Regions from separate parts of the Mus musculus genome. Here regions 1 and 3 are each linked to region 2. A link is a contact called in public ChIA-PET data. All regions are on one chromosome and are shown on one strand. The core of a region is the stretch at or near the end of the contact, and the rest is flanking DNA. Distances in the headings are between cores, read along the strand shown. Region 1 holds the start of Ncstn (nicastrin). Region 2 holds the start of Cd48 (CD48 antigen). Region 3 holds the start of Klhdc9 (kelch domain containing 9).

Evidence for each region. ChIA-PET counts read pairs in DNA pulled down with a chosen protein or histone mark.
Region 1: an RNA polymerase II ChIA-PET map of effector CD8 T cells shows a contact between it and region 2, with 15 read pairs. The contact joins the promoter of Ncstn here to the promoter of Cd48 in region 2. A contact is called at or near these places in 4 of 39 promoter capture datasets (the C10 cell line, the HPC-7 cell line, hippocampal neurons and 1 more), 3 of 484 Hi-C or Micro-C datasets (B cells, cerebellum and cortical neurons) and 2 of 115 datasets of contacts at active chromatin or transcription factors (effector CD8 T cells and memory CD8 T cells).
Region 3: a contact with region 2 is called in an RNA polymerase II ChIA-PET map of effector CD8 T cells, with 6 read pairs. The contact joins the promoter of Klhdc9 here to the promoter of Cd48 in region 2. A contact is called at or near these places in 4 of 39 promoter capture datasets (hippocampal neurons, liver and pre-B cells), 2 of 484 Hi-C or Micro-C datasets (cerebral cortex and pro-B cells) and 2 of 115 datasets of contacts at active chromatin or transcription factors (effector CD8 T cells and memory CD8 T cells).

The regions. Positions count from the first base shown.
Region 1 is chr1:172,081,256-172,084,206 of GRCm38.p6, forward strand. It overlaps Ncstn (nicastrin), which reads right to left and starts at 1,494. Exons shown (of 17, transcript NM_021607.3): 1 at 1,346-1,494; 2 at 1-61. The coding sequence starts at 1,427. Copa (coatomer protein complex subunit alpha) reads left to right here and starts at 1,274. Exons shown (of 33, transcript NM_009938.4): 1 at 1,274-1,694. The coding sequence starts at 1,655.
Region 2 is chr1:171,680,488-171,683,292 of GRCm38.p6, forward strand. Cd48 (CD48 antigen) reads left to right here and starts at 1,505. Exons shown (of 4, transcript NM_007649.5): 1 at 1,505-1,679. The coding sequence starts at 1,607.
Region 3 is chr1:171,359,388-171,362,334 of GRCm38.p6, forward strand. It overlaps Klhdc9 (kelch domain containing 9), which reads right to left and starts at 1,411. Exons shown (of 4, transcript NM_001033039.2): 1 at 748-1,411; 2 at 355-514; 3 at 68-266. The coding sequence starts at 1,274.

The sequences.
Region 1 (2,951 bases), core at 244-2,743, 400 kb after region 2:
GGAGCTGTTTTATTTAAGGGAATGTAGATTTTCCTCTCCACTGAGTTTCCCCCACACAATCCTGATCAGAAGATAAACAGTATTAGGAAAAAGTGAAAGATAATTTGGTATTAGCCTCTATCATCATCAGCTCGATTCATGGTTTCAGTAAAGCATTCACGATCATACTGTCTAACACAAGATTAATGATCATTCTTTTCACTTCTTGGCCACATTATTGGAACATAAGTATTGTAAAGAGGACCTAGCTGTGTATTTTAGAAAGTTATTAGACTCCATGATGATCGATTAATTATAAAGCTAAAAGGTGATTGTCAAAAGTCTTTGACTTCAGATGTGCCGGCGTCAAGTTTCAGGGCTAAACAAGTCTGCTTCTTTTAGCTTGCCTGTACATTACTAATTAGTTATCAAAAGAGCTCTGGTCTAAGAATATAGATTGCCAAAACCAAACAAAGAAAAGCACTAACAACAAAAACCACCTAAGAATCTGAACAGACCTAGGAGAAGAAACGTTATGCCACACACCTGGTCAGTTAATGAAATATCAGACCATTTGCCCACACACCTAGAGTATGGGACAGCTACAGTTCCTCCCTTGAAGCTAATCAAAAGCAATGTGAATGTTGAGAAAGACGGAGTCATGGCTATACAAGGAAATGGCTGCATTTCAGGGCTTACCTAGAAAGATATATATATATATCTTTGCTTAACTCTTAGTTGAACACACTATAAATAATTACAGGTGTGTTACTGATTGTACTTCATAATTTAAAGATCACTAAATAGACATTAGATTGGAAAAAAAGAAAATATTCATATACATTAAACGTCTAAGATTCCTTGAATCATTACTTCCCTCTTAACAGTTTAAAGCAGCTAAGCTAACGTTAGCCTCACTTTAGTAAGCTAAGAAAACAAGGAACACAAATTTAGGCTAGAACCAACAGGAGGAAACGGGGGCTCTCATTTTTTCAACGTCGCACAAAGACCACGAAACGAGACTGTTTTGATCTCAAACATACTAAACCGGAGGAAGGGGGCTGAGCTTTTCACACCTGTCCCTTTTGATGGCTGATGGGGTGGCTGGGCTTTAAACAGAGAACGAGGCATGCGAGAAAGGTTGAAGAGAATCAGGCTGGAAACCCAGAAAAGGGCTGGAGAGAACTAAGGAAATGCAGGTCCAGGCAAAGGAGGAACTTATGTCATGGGAACGAAAGACAAGAAGGATTTCCAGGGCGGGGGACAGAGGGGCAATCGGAACCAGAAGGGCATTGCCTGCACTAGCGATGGGCCGTTCCGGACGGCTCCTCTTAAAGACCAGAGCTCCGGGGTGGGGTGACCTCACCTGCCAGTACCACGGAAAAAGACAGAAGAAGAAGACCCCGACTTCCTGGGTCAGGCCCAGAGCCGCCCCTAGTCGTAGCCATCTTGCCTCTCCGCTGGGCGGAAGCCTCAGGTCCCTTCCAGACTCGTAGCGGCCTCTCTAGGCTTCCGCTAGCATCGTCTCTGTGGCCCAGCGCTCCAGAGACCGGAAGTCCTTGTCCGAGGAGCTTCCGGGAGCCGCGACCCGGGAGTAGCTGACGTGGAAGCCTTGGGAGTGCCACCGGGAGCGGCGGGACCCGCTAACCTGACCTAGGAGCCCGAGGCCTGAAGGATGCTAACCAAATTCGAGACGAAGAGCGCGCGGGTCAAAGGTAGTGGAGAAGAAACGGGAACAGCGGAGGTTGGGTGTTGGGGGTAGTGGTGCTGTCACTAAGGCAGGACTCGCTGACCGCGTCGGGCCTCCTGGAAGAACCCGGAGGAATAACCGAGGGAGCGGCTTAGGGTTAGTGGAGTAGTCTGCAGTCCGTGCTGCTTCGTATGTCCTGGAACTTATCGTGTCGTGGCTCGTTAACCTTAGGCCGGCTCCCTACTCCTTCCAGCCACCTCTTCTGGGGGGGTGTGCCAGCCCTTTCTGTTCTTAAGGCCTTATGACTTGGATGCTTTCTGATAACCAGGTTGTATGGAGTGTTTCTGGGGTTTGAGTCTCAGCTTCTGTCACTGGCTACTCCAGTAGCCCGTCTGCTCCATTTCCATGTCCAGTGCTTCCGCTGGACTATTTATTTATTTATTTATTTTTGGCCTATTTGGAGTGAGAGAATGGAGGCCTACTGCCCCACCAGGTCCCGAGCCTGGGTAAGATTGTCCGGTGAAATACAGATGCTTTGTGTTAGATTTGAATACCAGGTAAACAGCTAAATTTTTGGTGATAAGTCTTGAAAGACAAAGGCCTGAGATCACACTCTTTGAAAATGTCGATATTAGAAAAATTAAGTCTATGGAAATCTGATAAAAAATATATCTGGACTATTTCATGATATGCATTATAGTGAAGTGGTTCAGAATTTGTTTATTGGAGTCAGTCAGACTTGCTTAGGAATTCTGAAACGTCTACTAACAAGCCGCCTTAAGGTGTCTCCTTACTATCTCTAAATCTCTATATTCTTATCTTTAAAAATAAGGATAGTTAACACTTTCTTATAAAGAGAATTAAAATGAGAAAGTACATTAACTGTGTTTATAATAGTGCCTGGCAAGACTTAGTAATTCAGAAACTGGAGGTTCTTTAATGGAGGCTATATTCTGGGCAGTTTCTAAGTGTCATGGGAAATTTGATTATAAAGGGTGCCAGTAAGAATTCTTAGTACCACCAGGGTTACATAGAGAGACCTTATCTCGAAATGGCAAAAAAAGAAGAAGAGAAAAGAATTATCATGTGTGGTGCCAGTCATGGTGGCTTTAATTGCAGCACTCAGGAGCCAGATGCAGGTGGATCTCTGTGAGTTGGAGGCTAGCCTGGTCAACGTATCGAGCGGCAGGCCAATCAAAGCTACACTGAGACACACTGAGATCCTATTCTAAAAAAAAAGGTTCTAGGGCTGAAGAGTTGGCCCAATTAAGATTTACTGTCT
Region 2 (2,805 bases), core at 255-2,754:
TGACAACAAATGCCAAGTAACCTATTAGTTCATTAGCCTCCTACTTCATTGTCTACCTCCATTGGGATCTCTTGCAAACCATACATAGGAGAAAGGGGACGATTTCAAACCTTCATTAGCTATGCTCTTCCATTCTGCCTTAGATTCTTAGGCTAGCCAAAAAACGACAGATCTTCTCAGGGAACTTGAGAATCAACTCTAGGGTGTGAGACACATTGGATCAGAGACCATCTCTGCCTTTGCCTTTCTGCCTCTGCCTCAAGTGCTGGCATGAAAGGGGTGCACCACCACCACGCCCATGTTGAGAACTGTATTTTTTTTTTAGGTTTATTTATTTTTATGTGTATGGCTGTTTTGTATGCATGTACATATGTATGTCATGTGCATTCCTACTCTCCGTGAGAAGAGGTAAGAAGAGGGTGGCAGATCCCCTGGAACTACAGTTACACATGGTTCTGAGCCTCCATATAGATACTGGGAATCAATCAAACCTGGGTGACCTCCAAGAACAAGTGTTGTTAACTACCAAGACACGTCTACAGCCTGAGCACCGTGCTGTATGTTTGGAAGTGCTGCAGCTGGTTCTCCACACCTGCTCTTTGCGTATTTTTGCAACCCTGTCCTCTTTCTCCTGCTTCTAGGAAGACTCTGCTAAGATGGGTGGGGAGTTGGTTTTTGAGATACTATGGGGCTGGACCACGCCTATTTCCGCATCCTGCTGGTCCTCTCATTTTGCCCTACCTCCTCTTCTCAGTTCCTTTTTAATGTGTAATCTAAAACTGTCTCTGCCTAAATCCACCATAAAACCTTGCTCATTTGCTCCTGCCGTATCTTCTCTTCTAGTTCAAAGCTTTGCTGTCTGCCATGCTGGGCAGAGAAAACAGCAGGCACAGTGCAGAAAGGCATAAGAAAAGGGCCGGAGGCTGGCCAGACCTGATTTCTAGAAGATTCTGGTGAGACTCATAATCTTAACATCTTTCTGCATGTGGAGAATAAATGGGAAAGTTCACCATAACTGACACATGACTTAGGCAAACCTGACTCTGAGTTTCAATAAGGTACAAGAATTGATACCTGCTGTAGCTATCTCATAGACCTCTCGTGTGATCAGGAGCATAAGACATGATTCCCAATGTCAGGTAGTGAGTTGACTTGGTGTCTCCTCCTGTAGAAGCAGGCTGCATGCGGAACAGGGCAGAGGGCCATGTGAACGGACAGATGGGCGTTGCTGGAGGTGGCTGGAGATAGTCAACTCCCCTCTGCGACGCTGGTGGTCTCTGCCCAGTCACAGCCTCTCCTTACTCCCCACAGGCAACAGCAGATTCGGCCTCAGTGCTCAAAGTGCACTGCTGAAAAATCCATTCTTTTAAGCCAAGCTATTTTTCTTGTTGATCTCTAGTGGGTAGGAGAATTTGAAATCTCATTCCATGTGGTGTGATGGTAGTGGTCTGCTTTCCTGTTGTGTATGGTAATTCGTGAAATAGAGAAAAAACAGAAAAACCTCATACGACTTCCGGTTTTGGGTTTTGCTTCCTGATTGAAGGGCAGGCGCCCTGACTTCTCTTACAGTTGTCTCCAGTGTTCTGGGGAAGCTTCTCTAAGTATTATGTGCTTCATAAAACAGGGATGGTGTCTGGTCCTGGAACTGCTACTGCTGCCCTTGGGAACTGGATTTCAAGGTAGCTTCCTCCAAGTGTCCGGCTGTGCACTGAAGGCATGGCCAGCTGGGAAAGGGGAGGTGGGATGTAGCTCAACCCTGGAAATGAGCATGCTCCTGGGCTGGGTGCTACCATGCTCGCAGCGGGACTGGGGGGAAGGCTGGGACGTGTTCCTCAGCTCTGGAAAACGAGGCCCCATCTCTTTTCCCAGGAGGACAAGAGAAACGGGACCTGGGGAGGTGGGGAAGTAGGACCCTTGTACTACATATACCTCATGCCTGGTGCTCTGTGAAGGAATTTTTAGTAAGAGGAAGCTCTCTGCTAAAAGGAGCTCCGTTTTTTTTTAATATATTTTTTATTACGTATTTTCCTCAAATACATTTCCAATGCTATCCCAAAAGTCCCCCATACCCTCCCCCCCACTTCCCTACCCACCCATTCCCATTTTTTTGGCCCTGGTGTTCCCCTGTACTGGGGCATATAAAGTTTGCAAGTCCAATGGGCCTCTCTTTCCAGTGATGGCCGACTAGGCCATCTTTTGATACATATGCAGCTAGAGTCAAGAGCTCAGGGGTACTGGTTAGTTCATAATGTTGTTCCACCTATAGGGTTGCAGATGCCTTTAGCTCCTTGGGTACTTTCTCTAGCTCCTCCATTGGGGGTCCTATGATCCATCCAATAGCTGACTGTGAGTATCCACTTCTGTGTTTGCTAGGCCCCGGCATAGACTCACAAGAGACAGCTCTATCTGGGTCCTTTCAGCAAAATCTTGCTAGTGTGTGCAATGGTGTCAGCATTTGGAAGCTGATTATGGGATGGATCCCGGGATATGGCAGTCTCTAGATGGTCCATCCTTTCGTCACAGCTCCAAACATTGTCTCTGTAACTCCTTCCATGGGTGTTTTGTTCCCAATTCTAAGAAGGGGCAAAGTGTCCACACTTTGTTCTTCGTTCTTCTTGAGTTTCATGTGTTTAGCAAATTGTATCTTATATCTTGGGTATCCTAAGTTTCTGGGCTAATATCCACTTATCAGTGAGTACATATTGTGTGAGTTCCTTTGTGATTGAGTTACCTCACTCAGGATGATGCCCTCCAGGTCCATCCATTTGGCTAGGAATTTCATAAATTCATTCTTTTTAATAGCTG
Region 3 (2,947 bases), core at 161-2,660, 320 kb before region 2:
ACCCCTGTTTTGTAATTTTTAGCTGTGTCTTTTTCTCCTCCCTTTCAAATGATAGCTTGGCGCTCACGGGTATCGTAGATGTAGAGATCATTGCAGATCGTATCTCTAGCTCTGGTCAGAGTTTCTCCGCCAAATAGTACAGCGAAGGGTCCCACCACTGAACAGGAATGATGGCGCAGGCTCTGGGGTCCTTGCTGCAGTCCCTGCCCACTGCTCACAAGCCTTGCAAGCTGTTCCCTCAAATGAGGGGCAACTGGTTGTTCCTCCTTGGGCGAGAAAAACAAGAAGGGGTTGTCTGAAGGGTTTGCTTATTGAAGTTTTAGTCCTTTTCTACTTTATGTGAGTAGCTAATACCTTGATTTTCCCAGGGCTCCATTGCCCTGCTACCTCCGGTCCAACTGAGTTGCAGCCCCCAAAGAGCAAAAGCTGATGACCCGGGTGCGGCCCAGCAGTTGGCAGCAGGGCAGCACAGTGGCCTGATCGTGAGGTTGTGTGGCAGCCTTCTTCTTTGTAGCTGTTGGTACACAGAAAATCGGGCCTGAGTTTGGTTTTCTGAAAAGATTCAAGTGTTCTTTGCCAGAGAGCTCTAGTGAAAAAGAAAATCAGGCTTGGGGCAGATAGAGTTAAGCAATCTTGGATTCCAAGACAGAAGGTGCTATGGATAGACTACCAATAAGTTTATTTAGGTTTTGTTTTTTCTAGAATATAGAGAAAACAAACGAACGTTTGGGGGCAAAGTTGCAGTACCAATAAGTTCGGGTCCTGTGGTCCAACTTTAACGTGTAGATGCTTCCGTAGCGTCGCTGAGTGTGGGTACCACCCTCTCTGCCAGACACTCGCAGCTCCCCGTCTGAGAGGCGAGTGCAGGTGTGGCTGCTGAGGCCAGCAGGAGGGCAGTTGCCAGGGTTCGCAGCCCATGCTTCCCACACCTCTCTCTCCGTGTCCAGCGCGGCCACCGTGGATAAGCGACGTGACCCGTCCCAGCCACCCACCACGCAGAGCCAACGACCTCCCACCAGTGCCGCGTCGTGGTGGCTGCGAAGGGGACTACCTCGGGCTACCAGTCGCACCGCTTGGCCTACAGCTGGGTCAAAGATCACAGTGTCGTTGCTGGGCACTCTTGCACCACCTTCTAGGAGACCCCCTACCAGATAGAACCGTCCTTCCAGTTCCGTGCATGAATGGAAGGCACGAGCCAGAAGCACGTCTCGCGCCACTGGCCTCCAGGTCCAGGTTGAGCCTCTTGCTCGACCGAGGGTCTGCACCCCAGCCATGGGCCAAGGGAAGGGGAGAGCAGCTCGGTCACTTCGGGTCGCACTCCTTCACGAAGGGCCCAGCACTTCCAAGCATAGACTAGCTTCCCCTCCAATAACAGCACAGGTCTTCACCCAAACCACCCCTTCTCTCCACCGCCGTCGCCCAGCAACCACTGCAGGGACTACAGTGCGACCGCTGCAAACTGAAGGTCGCAAAGCGCCTGTTACCTTGGAAACAAGAGACCTGGTTAAGCTACCGCGATCTTACAGTGATGTCGTCAGGGGAACGAGATGTGGGGAAGCCAGTAAATATCCTAAAGGATTTGGGCTCCGAAAGGCTAGAAACCGGCAGTTCGTTAGACGAACCCAATAGCCGCTAACTAGCCTGTAATTATGACGTTTGAGGAAGGTGTTGGTGGTAGGATGCGTGGAGGCCGTGTCTTTTTCTTTATTTTTTGCTGCACGGTTTCCAACTTGGAATCTTCTCTAGGGATGAGGTAGGAAGGAAACAAGTCAGAAATCAAAGGTTGAACTTGGACTACGTTGCTTGGGATTCAGAGACTTGAGTAGACTTATTCCGCGATCCTATTTATAAAATGGGTTGTTTGTGATAAAAATTCTTGAAGGTGCTGAATGGATGGGAGAGTTCTCTCTGCTCTAGCCACTGGAGGGCAGTAGAGTCCAGTCTCAGTGAGAGAAGCGACAGGAGAGAAAGGTGCTAAGAAGGGACAAGGGAGAAAGAGATGAGTTAGGGTGGATGAAGTGGGAGAGGAAAAATAGGTTAGGCATATCTTGGACAGTTTTTCACTACTTAGTCCTAGGATGAATAATTATTTCATCTTGACTCATTAGAATAATATAACACATTAAATGGAGGCACCGTGGAACTCAGGATTAAGGGCAGGGAGTTTCCCCTGATAAGATCCTGGGCAGAAGCTGCCCAACCTTAGAAGGTGGGTGGGGGTGAGATGGGGAGGAGAGAGACACGGACTCCTGCCCCTCCCTGCTCTCTTCCTTTTAGTCAAGCTGGGTTACTGAAGGCCTAACTCTGCCCTCGCAGGACTCAATGCAGAACGAAGAGGCTCGGATCAAGGCAGGCTGACTGGGATCAAGGCAGGCTGACTGGTTTCTGCTGTAGGAGGAAATGCAGATTTCTACTTGTCGCTCCAGCTGGGGTGGAGCCGAAATAGGATCTTTGTCCCCCAGGCTGGGCTTTGAGTGGGAAGGATGGCTGTCACTTGGGCCTTTGGTTTCTAAACATGAACTTGCTCCCAACCAGACCACGGATAATGTCCAAGGTTTCAGTGGGAATGATCACGTGATTCTGAGGCGCAGGCTCACACTGGGCCTTTTCCCTCCTGGTCCCAATTAGATCTTGAGAGAGAACTACGTGGGGAGGGTGTGCACACATGGAGTAAAGAATTGAGCCTGGGGGCTGGAGAGAAGGTTCAGTGGTTAAGAGCACTGGCTGCTCTTCCAAAGGACCCAGGTTCAACTCCCAGCACAGCAGCTCCCAACTGTCTGTAATTCTAGTTCCAGGGAATCTGACACCCTCATACCGGTAAATGCACATAAAATAAATTAAAAACAAACACACACAAAGGCTTGGACAGCATCTCAGTAATGCAAGTCCCGGGACCTGAGTTCCATTTCCAGAACTCACACAAAAATAGCTGGACACAACCGTGCGG